Linked DNA regions of Zea mays: all the other regions are linked to region 3. Evidence: chromatin contacts called from public Hi-C data. All regions are on one chromosome and are shown on one strand. The core of a region is the stretch at or near the end of the contact, and the rest is flanking DNA. Distances in the headings are between cores, read along the strand shown.

What was found. Hi-C and Micro-C count contacts between places; a contact is called where the count stands out from the background.
Region 1: a contact with region 3 is called in a Hi-C map of tassel, with 4 times the contacts expected there. The contact joins the promoter of LOC100193607 here to the promoter of LOC103643338 in region 3. A contact is called at or near these places in 5 of 25 Hi-C or Micro-C datasets (ear, leaf and tassel).
Region 2: a Hi-C map of ear shows a contact between it and region 3, with 1.8 times the contacts expected there. The contact joins the promoter of LOC100281086 here to the promoter of LOC103643338 in region 3. A contact is called at or near these places in 3 of 25 Hi-C or Micro-C datasets (ear, leaf mesophyll and tassel).

What each region holds. Positions count from the first base shown.
Region 1 is chr1:225,634,773-225,639,013 of Zm-B73-REFERENCE-NAM-5.0, reverse strand. LOC100193607 reads right to left here and starts at 2,344. Exons shown (of 7, transcript NM_001138709.1): 1 at 2,179-2,344; 2 at 1,817-1,876. The coding sequence starts at 1,862.
Region 2 is chr1:225,243,266-225,247,533 of Zm-B73-REFERENCE-NAM-5.0, reverse strand. It overlaps LOC100281086 (phototropin-1), which reads left to right and starts at 2,047. Exons shown (of 22, transcript NM_001367345.1): 1 at 2,047-3,069; 2 at 3,150-3,241; 3 at 3,324-3,564; 4 at 3,657-3,894; 5 at 3,972-4,042. The coding sequence starts at 2,435.
Region 3 is chr1:225,417,292-225,421,268 of Zm-B73-REFERENCE-NAM-5.0, reverse strand. It overlaps LOC103643338 (auxin-induced in root cultures protein 12), which reads left to right and starts at 1,786. Exons shown (of 1, transcript XM_008666499.3): 1 at 1,786-2,870. The coding sequence starts at 1,931. The coding sequence ends at 2,668.

The DNA of each region.
Region 1 (4,241 bases), core at 1,095-3,594, 220 kb before region 3:
TATGACCATAGGGGTGGGCCACCTGATAAAGTGAGCTTTATTACCTCCTCCCTGTCACAACTTGTATCACTCAAAAAAGGTTGTTGGCAGGTCACAAGGCATAATATAGTAGAAAACAAAACCTATAGCTCCAATCATCCCTCCCATTTTCTGCAGCTATGGGTGTGTTTGGCTGGTGTATGGGGTTTGCATCATATATCCAGGCTGAGGGAATGCAGACTGAGTGGAACCGTATTTCAGAAAAGGTGTTTGGTGAGGGGGTTGCATGAGCGGATGAAAAAAAACGAAGATGTTGTTTGGTTGCCTGCATGAGGCAGATGCAACCTCTCTAACCTGCAAGACTGACACGTGGGCCCATCACCTTTATACTGTACCCACTCAGCCTGGCTCGACAGTGAAGCTCGATTTTGGTGTATTCCACCAGCCTGTATGCACTCATGCAATTGTATCTGCTCATCCAGGCATGCAGCCAACCAAACAGACTTCAGACTTCTCGCTCAGCTTTATATGGCTCATCCATGCAGAATGAGTGGGGCAGACAAACGAAACACACCCTATGGCGTTCATCTTCCCATCATAGCAAAGGCCACTCTGCTTCCGCTCCCCAGTAGAGGTCCTCTTCATGTTCACATTCCCTTACCAGCGATTTCCCTAAATAGGCACCTCTTCCCTGCTCCCATACTTCATGGCTGACACCCCTCCACCACAATCAGAAATGCTACAAAATAATCGAGCTCTTGGCTGCCAGATTGAGCTACTCTCCAGTTGAGTGAAGGTCCTTGTCACCAGATTGACCTCCCCACCAACCACATCGAGCTTCAAGGAGTCGGATCAGGAGGTGCCACCATTACCTAGGTCAAGTCTCTAGTGTCTCTATCTACACCACAGCCAAATTCAGCGATCTTGTGGTGTCTGGCCCTTCACTGAGCTGTAGCACACCCCTGTGACCTTCATCTTATTTGGCTCCGTGTATAGTCCTGGTAAGGGGGTCAACACAACAGCCAAATGGAACCGGATGGAGACAAGAGAAAGTTCTTTTATTCCTTATTATTGCCACAGAAGGCATGCCTGTTACAGTGGTGAGAGCTGTCTCACTCAGTCACTAGGTCACGAGTTCGAAGCAGCCTCTCCGCATTTGCAGGGGGAGAGAGAGAGAGGTTTTTCCTCAGTTTATCCCTTCTCCATACCCCAACCATGTGGGAGCCTCCGGCAGTGGGTCTGCCCCTTATTTTTGTTGCGCAGTAAACCTACGTTGGACCATAAGGTTTTTTTACCTAAGATGTATTTTCACAATATTTATGGCTGGCAACAGACCTGCATTAATTGCTTATTAAGGTGTACTTTTCAAGTTTTCATTCACAATTGGTTGCCCTAATTAGCTGTATCAAAAAGGTGCATTATATCAAGGTCTCCTAGACTAGGTCCAATGCAAATGCCACAAGGGTTGCAAAATTAAAGTACAAAGTTGATTGTGTTAAGTCAAATTACTTAGAAATTCCACATGGCATTGTCAAAAGGTACAATCAAAACTAATAGTGCAATAGAGGATATAGAGGATAGCAAGAGCAAAAACATAACAAGAAATAGCCTCAGCAAGAACACTGTCACTGAAACATTTGCAAAAATCCACAAGTCAATTTATGTCTTGATCATAAATCAAAATATCCATAATTCTATGTCTGTATCAAAAGCAGTTCCAAACTTAACCATTTGGGATATTTACGCAACATACTACATCAAAAGATAGCTTGGAACGCTATAGTATTTCCTTTCTTAGTTGAAAGGAAGACGAATTGAAAAGAACCAAAAAGCTTACCTCTCCCAAACTTGCCATCAGAACACATCTGGTTAGAGCTTGACATATTGTCCACCTAACCTATATACGTGAGTTGAGCATACAAAGTCACGTTAGCAAGTTGTAAAAGTACAACAACAATCTCAAATCAGTAATTTGCTTCAAAAAAATATCGAATCCGTATTGATGCTTTTAAAAAAAGGACAAATCGGCCGGAATATCTAGTAGAGAGCACAAGTAACCATGTCTCTCAAATTCAATAGCCAGTGGCTGAAATTGGGCATCTTCCACCTGATCTAACCATATCCAACAACTTTACAGAACCCTAGCTGCCCAAATCGAATGCCACCGGAAACGGAGATAAGTTAGGGTTTGGGGCTTACCTTGGAGTGGACTGAAGCAAGAAGGACGTGTGAACGCTGGATTGGTGAGGGATTCGCCGGAGGGGGGTCTATGAAGGGAGTGCTGGTCGTGGACTTGTGGTGCGGGCGACAGCATACGGCGTGCAGCAAGGAGCCGTGAGCCGGGAGCGACTGCGACCAAGTCTCGTTCCCAGCGCGGCCGCGTGTGGCTGTGCGGGGTGTCGTGTGTGGATTGACTGATGTAGCTGAACTGAAGGCCCTAGTGGCAGTGTGCGTTGAATTGAATATCGAGCAGTCTCCCTATCTCATCCGTCGGTTTCACCTCTCAGTTACAAACTTCACCCTTCAATAAATACATCTATAATATAAAACAGTATTTTACACTCTTATTTACATATTATTATTAAAAATAGCCTAAAGCTCACATGTCACATCTTTTATAGAAACCAAAAATAGGTATCACGCCTCTCTAGTCACCAACAACAGTTAAGATAGCGTTACGCCAGAACTCGCGCTCTCTCTTAGAGTTTCAAACATATATACCATTATAAAAAATTAGTATTCTAATATACTAGCTAATTCATGATATCTGGCGCAACCCGCGCTCTCTCTCTCTCTCTTTGAGTTTCTCACATATATATCATTATAAAAATTTAGTATTCTAATATACCATTATAATTCATGATATCTGATGGTTGCTATTATTCAATTAGAGAATTTGGTCCGTGTCAATTACCTATGATAGTGCTTATACTGTACATTTGTATTGTCCTTTTACCCTTCTATAACTATCAAAATGGATTCATCGCCGATCGCGGTCCCTGTTATCTCATCGTCGGTCCTTGTTATTCTCATCGTCGATTCCTTCATCTTCCATGTTCTTCTTCGTGGCCGGTATGCTTCACAGTCGGCTCCTAAAGCGCCCAACGCCATCTCGAGCTCGCAAGTAAAGAAAGCCTAAGCAGGCAAGCGTGCATGGCAAAGGGAGCAACCAAACCCTTCCTGAGCATGCAAGGGTGAACCTTGCAGAGAGGGACAGCTAGCTTCTTTCCCTAAGCGTGTGGGAGAGGTAGCGAGGTAGCTAGGCGGCTAGCCATGTTGGTGTTGTTGTTGTTGTCCAACTTTCTGCTCTACTGTTTCTACCCTTCTGTCGACCACCACTGTGTCGGCACGTACTAGTACATCAGCCACCCGACGAGCGGCAACATCCTGTGCTGCCACGAGGGCCCCTTCGTCGAGCGTAGGACGATGGCTCAGAGCAGTAGACCGCTATCGTTGTAGGTGCGCCAACACCCGACGAGTGTGGCCACCGATGACGCCGGTTGTGGCGGTATCGTGGCGAGTCAATAAGGGTATTTTCATCTTCTCGAACGAGCCTTATACGCACGTAGATAATGGCACGGACCAGATTTTCTTACCGAACAATGGTAACCACCGAATATCACGAATTATAATTACATCTTTAAAATACTGAATTTTCATATTAGCATATATCTGGAAAAAAACTTTTTACATAGTTGCGCCAACAAGCAACTTTATTAGAATAACTTCAACATATACTTTGTTAGCTTGTTCACAGGACTTGTTCGAGAGGAGGGCACCTCCTCTACGGACCATAGCAATTTTTTGCTAGAAACTAACTTATCTATTAAATCATTCAACATGATTTCTCTAAAAATGTGAGTCGACTCCGACTAAAACAACCCTACCAAATGAGATATTAAAGGTGTATTTGGTTGAGTTATAGCTTTTAAAAAACCTATTGTGAGTCATGGATGTGGAAAAGCACATGTAGGTTATTGTAACACCCAAAATTATGATTTTTGAGATTAGTAAAAGAAATCCAAGGAAAATGTCCTAATAAATAGTTATACTATGGGATTTTTTTATTTAAATCAATGTTAGTTAAAATAAAATAGAAACATAAGTTCAGTTATAAGTTTTAAGAAATAAATAATAAAAAGAGTTTTCAATTTGTTAGGATGGACTATTTCCCTTCCGGTACTATTTTTTAGTAACTCTTGATAAAGATTTGCTATTAGGTAAATATCTCCTTTACTAAGTGTATGTCTAGAGGTATTCAT
Region 2 (4,268 bases), core at 798-3,297, 170 kb after region 3:
GGGAGAAGGACTTGGGGTGTGAGAATGGAGTGGAGTCTCTTTGAATGATGTGAGTGCAGCCATCAATGAGCCTGGGTTCGAGTGTTTTAGGGTTTTGAGAGAGATGAGTGTTTATATAGTCTTCCCCAAAACAAACGACGACACACAGACGTGTAGGCCCGGAGTGGTCACATAGCATGGCATATGACGACACTAGACACACAGACGTGGCTAAGAGGGGAGGTTCCTGGATTGGGGTTGACCGACGAGGACGTCGGTCTTCTAAGGGGGTGGATTGTGATATCCTGGCCCTGATGGATGGGATATCCTGGCCCAAGGCTCAATAGAATTAATAGAGTATCCATATCAACAAGGTGCACCTTCTTTTTCGGAAGCCTAGCTCGAAAGAACCTCCAAGTTAAGCGTGCTTGGCTTGGAGCAATTTGGGATGAGTGACCGACCGAGAAGTTTTCTCGGGTGCGCATGAGTGAGGACAAAGTGTGCACAAAAGACACATGTTGGTCTGTGGGGACAATATATGATCCTAGCGAGTTGCTAGGAGTAAGTACCGCCGGTCCGAAATTGGACGGGGTGTTATAGCTTTGGAGGTTTTAGATATATGTAGTGGATTTGTATGATGTTGTAGATTCCCTTGGTTTACCTGAATTACTGAATTGATATCATTGTCCATGACCCACATCCTACACATGTTTTTGAAATATTTCTGCATATTTCTTTTGGGACTAAAGGCTGCTAAAGAAGATAAACCCCATACTTGTCTTGACTGGTTGAGTTGCATATGCCTTCTTGAATGGACAGGTTCTTATGTACTTGGATCACAACCAATTTAGGGGCATTGGAGAAGGAAGGAGAACATTTTCTTTGTACAAAACATTAATTATTAAAATGATGAAATTACTAAAACAACCTTCTCAATTTGAGGTTAGCTTAGCCGTTTGAGGAATTTCAGTAGCGTGTGGGTTTGGTTGGAAATTGTCAGTATGTTGCATAAGAATTTGTGAGATATTAAAGTTGATTACAATATATGTGTTGTTTGTTTTTATGTACTCCATCCGTCCAACAATTTAGTCGTTTTGGATTTGTGCTAAGTCAATCATTATCAACTTTGATCAACAATATGTATAATATTAAATTGTGTTAAACTTAAAGAATTATATATTATGATAGTTCAAATCATAATAAATTAATAATTTTGTTTTTATGTTGTAAAGTCTTATGAAACATCTAGTATAACCGTTAAAGTTGATAATGATTAACTTAGCATAAACGATTAATTCATGTGGCCGGATGTGGACGGACGAAGTAATGGTTATGTGATAAATAATTTATGTACCGTAGTAGCAATAACCATAAAGATGGTGCTGTTTGGTTCACGAAATGTAACGCAAAGGGTAATGATAATGGTTTACATTCGATTACTGTCGGTAACAAGTTTGAATAGTCCGGTATCAATTTTTAGTATGGTATCTGATTACGGTGGAACTAAAACAAACATGATTTAACGTTATCACTTACCCATTACGTTACAGATATCTGAACCAAACGTTACAGATATCTGAACCAAACGGTACCTAAGCACCGGAAAAATCCACCTGAACAAGCTGTGTTCACGAGGAAGCGGGAGGTGGAGGCTCTTGTTCCCGTGTTCCGCACCCGCGTCGATTCCCCGCTGCGCTGTTACCTTGGCCGTCGTGGTCGTCGCAACCTCCCTCCCTCGCGACAGGGACGTTGTACGAACGGCGCCCCGCCCCGCCACGACACCGCCCACCCATCCAACCAGCCCAACTCGCGCGCTCCCGTAGCCACACGCCCGCCTCAAATGATATGTCGCGTCGCCGTCGCCGTCGTCGTGGAGCGCCGAGCCCACGCTCCACCCGTCGAACTGCAACGGCCCGTCCGTCCTCGACCGCAGGATGCGGCCCTAGCGACCCCGATCACGCCCGGCGTGGTGCCGAGCTGGCCGCGGGTGAGGGGACCGGTGGCCGTCGCGCGGCCATGGAAACAGATGGAGGGGCGGGACGAGACGACCGTGAGTCGCTCACAAGGACAAGGCCGGATTGCATTATCCGCTCGCTGTGCCTGCCCTGCTTCTTCCGCCATTCTTTCCGTCTCTGCTCTACTTTCTTGGTCGCCTGTCCGGAGGCTCCTCCCCGCGGCCCCTGAGCAAACTGTACCATAGCCGCGTGATTGATTGGTTCACGGGAGGGACAGGGAGCGGCGTCAAGCTGGTTTTGGTAGTAAAAAATCACTTCAATTGTCCCCTCATTCCCATACTAAAGCAGGCTGCCCAAAATTTCTCAATATTGTCCTCAGAATTTGTTGCTGTGCTTTTGCCAGAAGCGGTGCTTGCTTCGGCAGATGGTTGTTCTCCCGCACCTGTCCTACCGCCGTTGATCGCGAGAGTCTCGTACGTAGTCTTCGGGGGCAAGCATCCATGGCGGAGTCATCGTCAAGGCAAGCGGCCGAGATGGTGGAGAAGTGGATGGCGTTCCCGTCTGGCTCCGACGCCGGCAGCGGCTTCGCGTTCCCGGCGCCACGCTCAGTGTCGGGCGCGGGCAAGGAGATAGTGGAGCTGGCGTCGCCCTCCACAGCCACGGCCACGGCCACGGCCACGACCACGGCCAGTGCCGGCAACAGGCAGGCCTCGTTCCAGCGCGGCCGCGACAGTGGCGTGGGCAGCACCAGGTCGTCCATGGACGGCGCGCGCGCGTCGGGGGACTCGTCGATGCCGCGGGTGTCGCAGGAGCTCAAGGACGCGCTGTCCAGCCTGCAGCAGACCTTCGTGGTCTCCGACGCCACCCGCCCGGACTGCCCCATCATCTACGCCAGCGCCGGCTTCTACACCATGACCGGCTACACCCCCAAGGAAGTCACCGGCCGCAACTGCCGCTTCCTGCAGGGCCCCGACACGGACATGAACGAGGTTGCCAAGATCCGGGACGCCGTTAAAACCGGCCGCAGTTTCTGCGGCCGCTTGCTCAACTACCGCAAGGACGGCACGCCCTTCTGGAACATGCTCACCGTCACCCCCATCCGCGACGACAACGGCAAGGTCATCAAGTTCATCGGGTAACCCATGCGACCTATCTATCTTATCCTCTTGCTGTACTGTTTACTCTGCTTTGTGATTCATGGAACTGCCGTGACAGGATGCAAGTCGAGGTGAGCAAGTACACGGAGGGGCTCAGCGAAAAGCGCATGCGGCCAAACGAGATGCCAGTGTCCCTCATCCACTACGACGGTGAGCCCTCTGCGTTCTCATGCCTTGCCTGTCCTTGCCCTGCGTTCCTCCCTCACGACGTATGTATTCTTCGACACCGTAGACCGGCAGAAGGAGACGGCAATGTCATCGATCACGGAGGTGGTGCAGACGGTGAAGCACCCGCGCGCTCGCTCCGAGGGTGAACAGGAGCCCGTGGAGCCTGCACCGCCCGTCATGGCGTCGCCGTTGGTGGCCCCTGGCACGCCGTCGGGCGGTGCCAGCCTCAAGTCCCCGCTCTGGGACGTGAAGAAGGAGGACTCACGGCTGAGCCGGAAGTCGAGCCGCCGCTCTTCCCTCATGGGGTCAGTTCCAAACTCGGACACCTCTAATGCATGAAGCTGACACTCAGGGCTCCGTCTGCCTGACATGACACGCAAGGATGGTTTCTTGGTAGGTTCAAGATGGGGAAGAGGAGCTCGATAGGAAGCAAGGATGCCCTTCCAGCGGAGGTGGAGGCCCCGGCGCCGGCGCCGGCGCCACCGGAGTCAACGACGGAGAAGCAGCGCAAGAACAGCTGGGAGCAAGAGGGGAGGGAGAGGGACATCAGGCAGGGGATCGATCTAGCCACGACACTAGAGCGTATCGAGAAGAACTTCGTCATCACGGATCCCAGGCTCCCCGACAACCCCATCGTAAGCACGGAATCCCGCCATAGCTGCTCAGCTTCTTCCGGCAGTTACTCAGCGTGGAAAATGCTTGGGCCGTGCAGATCTTCGCGTCGGATAGCTTCTTGGAGCTGACGGAGTACACGCGGGAAGAGATCCTCGGGAGGAATTGCAGGTGAGCAGTCTCCATCCTGTCGTTAAGATAACAATTTGAAAATTTCATTTTGAAACTTCGATTCATAGCTGTAGCTTTGCTATTTGACACGTCCATTTGATTGCTGTCGTATAATTTTCACGGATGAGAGAGTTATCGTACTATTCATTGATTGTAAAACCTCCTCAATTCTTGTATGAGAAAAAAATGAAACACTGTCTGTTTTTTATAAAAAAAAAGGAATGAA
Region 3 (3,977 bases), core at 537-3,036:
AATTACAAATATACCTTTGAGGCACTTGATGAGTGTCTGAAGAAGTCCTAATTCACCCTCCTCTTAGACGTCTGTAGTCCCTCTTAGAGGACTCGAAAATATATGAGCACTTGAACCGCAGCCCGACTTCTGCATGGGCACTATATCCCTATTTATAGGATCAGCTCGGCGTACAACTTCTAAAGAAATTACATTTATGTCCCAAGTTCTATACATACAACCTATAGAGCCCGTCGAGGGTATTATGGTACCTTTTCTCCTTAAGCCATGTTGGGTATGCTGCTCAAGTTCTCGTTCGTCTCTTAGACTCTCTCTAACAAGGAACTATATACCGTTCTATACCCTAAATGTGGCGAGCGCAACCTCCTCTATAGCGTCCAACAACGAACTGTAAAGCTTCCCATAAAATAGTGGTCGGTACTTGCACATGCTATTCTTAGCGGATCACTGTGCACGCGCTGTCCGGCCAACCGAGCGCGGCTTTTCCACCAGGACACCGCATTGTGCGAGTAGACAGCTACGGTGAGGGCATCGCCGGCAACGAGCGTGTCCTGTAGCTGAAGCTCCCGGACATGGAGGTTGGGGTAGGCGGTGACGACGTCGTTGGCAGGCGACGCGGAGAAGGTCGGATGCGACAGAGTGAAGGAGCTCGGCTAGGGAGGAGCACCACGAGCATGGAGAAGCTCAGTTGCAGCGGTGTTTAGGTGGTTGACTGCCACGATGCACAGGAGATCGGTGGCGGCACTGTTCTGGTCTTCGCGTGGCCCAACCTGGTCGACCAGAGGCACAGGAACGGGAAAAAGGAAATTCCCAACGACCTGAACGCCGCCGTTGTAAAAGGTATTTATTAATACGAATAAAAACTAATTTGAATTTGTAAAGGTCTCAATTTTTTGTGAGAAAATACAGTTTTGATTTTTTTGTAAATATGGAAGAAGAAAGTGTAGAGAATGGATATAAATGATGGAATTTAGAAGATGCTGCTGGAGACGAGGAATATATAGAGGACGAAATATTTTAGAGTGTGTTGTAAAGGAAAATGAATATTTTTTAGAGCATAAAATTTAAGGGACGTTGTTGGAGACACCCTTAGTTACTTGTTTGGATTAATTTGTGGCGCTTCATTTCTCTCCCTTGTCTACTCTTATGGTATGTTTTGTTTCTAGGTTGAGCTGCTTCCAGAGTCATCCAGATCTACGTCCGAGCCTACATCCGCGTTTGGTTCAAATCATGGAATGATGCTGTCCGTCACTGTGTTGTTCTAATAACATACTAGCACGCAGATTCAGCTTACTCCGCAAGAAACTGCTGGACCGCGTCATCCGAAGACAGGCCACGACCGATGAGCCAAACCGTCCGACCAATAATGTTTCGATTAATTTGTGGCGCTTCATTTCTGTCCCTGGTCTTCTGCCCTGAAGCTGTTACCTATTTTTTCTGACGAAGGTTATTTAGTTGTTTATGAAACAAGTACGGAGATAGATGACATTGATGGGTTTGAAGACCTTATGCAAAGGCGCAACCCCCACTATAAATTTGATCGAAGTTAGACTGTTTTAACTCCGAACAAATCTACAGTAACTTATTTAGCACGGATCCAAAGACCTCGGGGCATATTTGGTTGGCGGCCGAAAAGAAAAATTCAACGTAAGTTTTCTTCTGAGCTTGTGTTGACGTCAGTGTCAACGTGCTCTTCACCGTATCCATCTAGACATTAATCAGCCTTTGATACTTGATTGGACGTCGCAATCTGCTAGTGATGAGATGGGATCGGCACTCGAGATACTTTTGTGTTTCGCCACAGCGTTATTACGCCTGATCCAATCGAATTAAGCCCACGCACTAGTATAGTAGAACAGAGCAGCAGCTAGCAGTAACAGAGGCGGCGGCTGCTGAACTGAAGTAGTCAGAGGATCAGCGTCAACTGTTCATGGCTTCGGCGGCGGTTCACCAGCTTGTGGTGCTCCTGCTCACGCTGGCCCTGCCGGCGGTCATGTCCGCGTGCGCCAGTGAGGTCTTCCCATCAGGGAAGACCTACGTGACGTGCCAGGACCTCCCGGAGCTCGGCACGGCGCTGCACTGGACCTACTACGACTACGCGTCCGGGCCGTTGCTGTCGCTGGCTTTCGTGGCCGTGCCGGCAGCGCCCGGCGGGTGGGTGGCCTGGGGCATCAACCCCACTGGCAACGGCATGGTGGGCACGCAAGCGCTGCTGGCCTTCGTGCCTGGCGCCTCCTCGTCCGTGCCCACCGTCAGAACCTACAACATCACCAGCTACGCGGTTGGCGCCGCCTCGACGCCCATCGCGTTCCCCACCGCCGGCTTCGCCGCCGACGTGGCCAGTGGCGGGAGGATCCGGCTGTACGCCACGCTGCAGCTGGACAAGGGCATCAAAGTGGTGAACCAGGTGTGGCAGGTCGGGCCCTCGGTCACCAGAGGAGTGCCCGATACGCACGCCATGGCCCCCGAAAACCTGGCTGCTATGGGCAAGCTCGTCCTCTCCGTCGGGACCGCCGCAAGCCCTCCAGCGCACGCCGGCGGCACGTCCAGCGACACGACGCCGTCAGGCAGGCAGATGTCACGGGGGGCAGAGACGGACAGCGTCTCCCTCTCCCCGACGGCACGCGTTGTACTTGCATTGCTGGGTTTCTGGGCGATGGTCGGATAGGTGAAAGTTTTAATGCAGTATTTGGTTGTCAAGTATAGTTGGATGAGATGGTTCCATTTTAGTTTCTGAAAATATAATGGTTATGTTCCGTATTTGTAAGTTAGGATATAGTCGTGTTGTTTTTTATTTGGTTATATAGAACCAAGCCGCTCTATCGTATGTTTGGTTGAAACGTTATATACTTCTCACATTCTTAGGGAGTGGCTTCGAACAACAACATTCGTGTGCGAAAAAGTTTGATTGTTTTTTAAGCGATAGTATTCAATATATTAGGAAATATTCTCTTTTTGTAGCTGCTTTGTTTCATTCTTCCCTCGGTCAAACAATACAAAAGTTAGAACAAAGCCGCTAAGTTTTACCTCGCTCGAGAACCAAACACTACGTGTATAAACCACATCATTCGTTGTATTTTTGTGTCCTTGTCAACTTGTGTTGTTTTCTACTCCTGCGGACTTTTAAGGAAGCAACAAAGATAGATACAACCTCTGATGTGTACCTGTACTAGGAGTACCCAAAGACAAACTGAAAGGCCCACTCTAAGAAAAAACATCATACAACATAACCCTAACTAAAATAGCTTTGACTTGATTATCCCGACCAGGTCGGCCTAGACCAAAGCAGCCTTAATTTGATTACCCTAACCACATTAGTCCCAACTAGAGCTCCCCTGACTTGATCACCCCGACTAAGTCAAACCCGACAATAGCGATCCCAACCAAGTTGGCTCTTTGTCTAGAAGTCCCTCGACCTCAACCACTTTAAGCTAGGTCAGCCTAGGCCGTAAAATCCTGATAAGACTATAACGCCACAGACTAGAGGTGCCATAAACCTCTATGGAAGGCTAACACATTCATGATCCTCCAACTATCCGATGCACGCTCCTGACGTACACCGGGTAAAAACATGTATAGTATGAAAGACTCCAAAGTATTTTTCCAATCGCTCGGCTCCTCAAAAGACAACAATGACCTGCAGGCCAAATGGGCCTCATAATGAGTGTAGGGCGGTTAGACGCCTCAAACAAGATGTAAATTGGTGGAGACAACTCTAAGGCAAACTACTCACCATTCCCCAGTTGATGGAGACAACTCCAAGGCAAACTACTCATCATACCCCTAGGGATGCACCTAGGCCACAAATGCCCCTCTAGAAGGACTAACTGCCCTCTAGTCAGGTTAGACAAGAAATGATAGGATCTTGGGGCAAACATGAGTGATGGCATGCCTTCGGGAGCGTAGGAGACAACCTACGACCCAAAGGCGGGAAATAATATACCCATCAAAAATTGTCATGTAAAGACGAACACCCA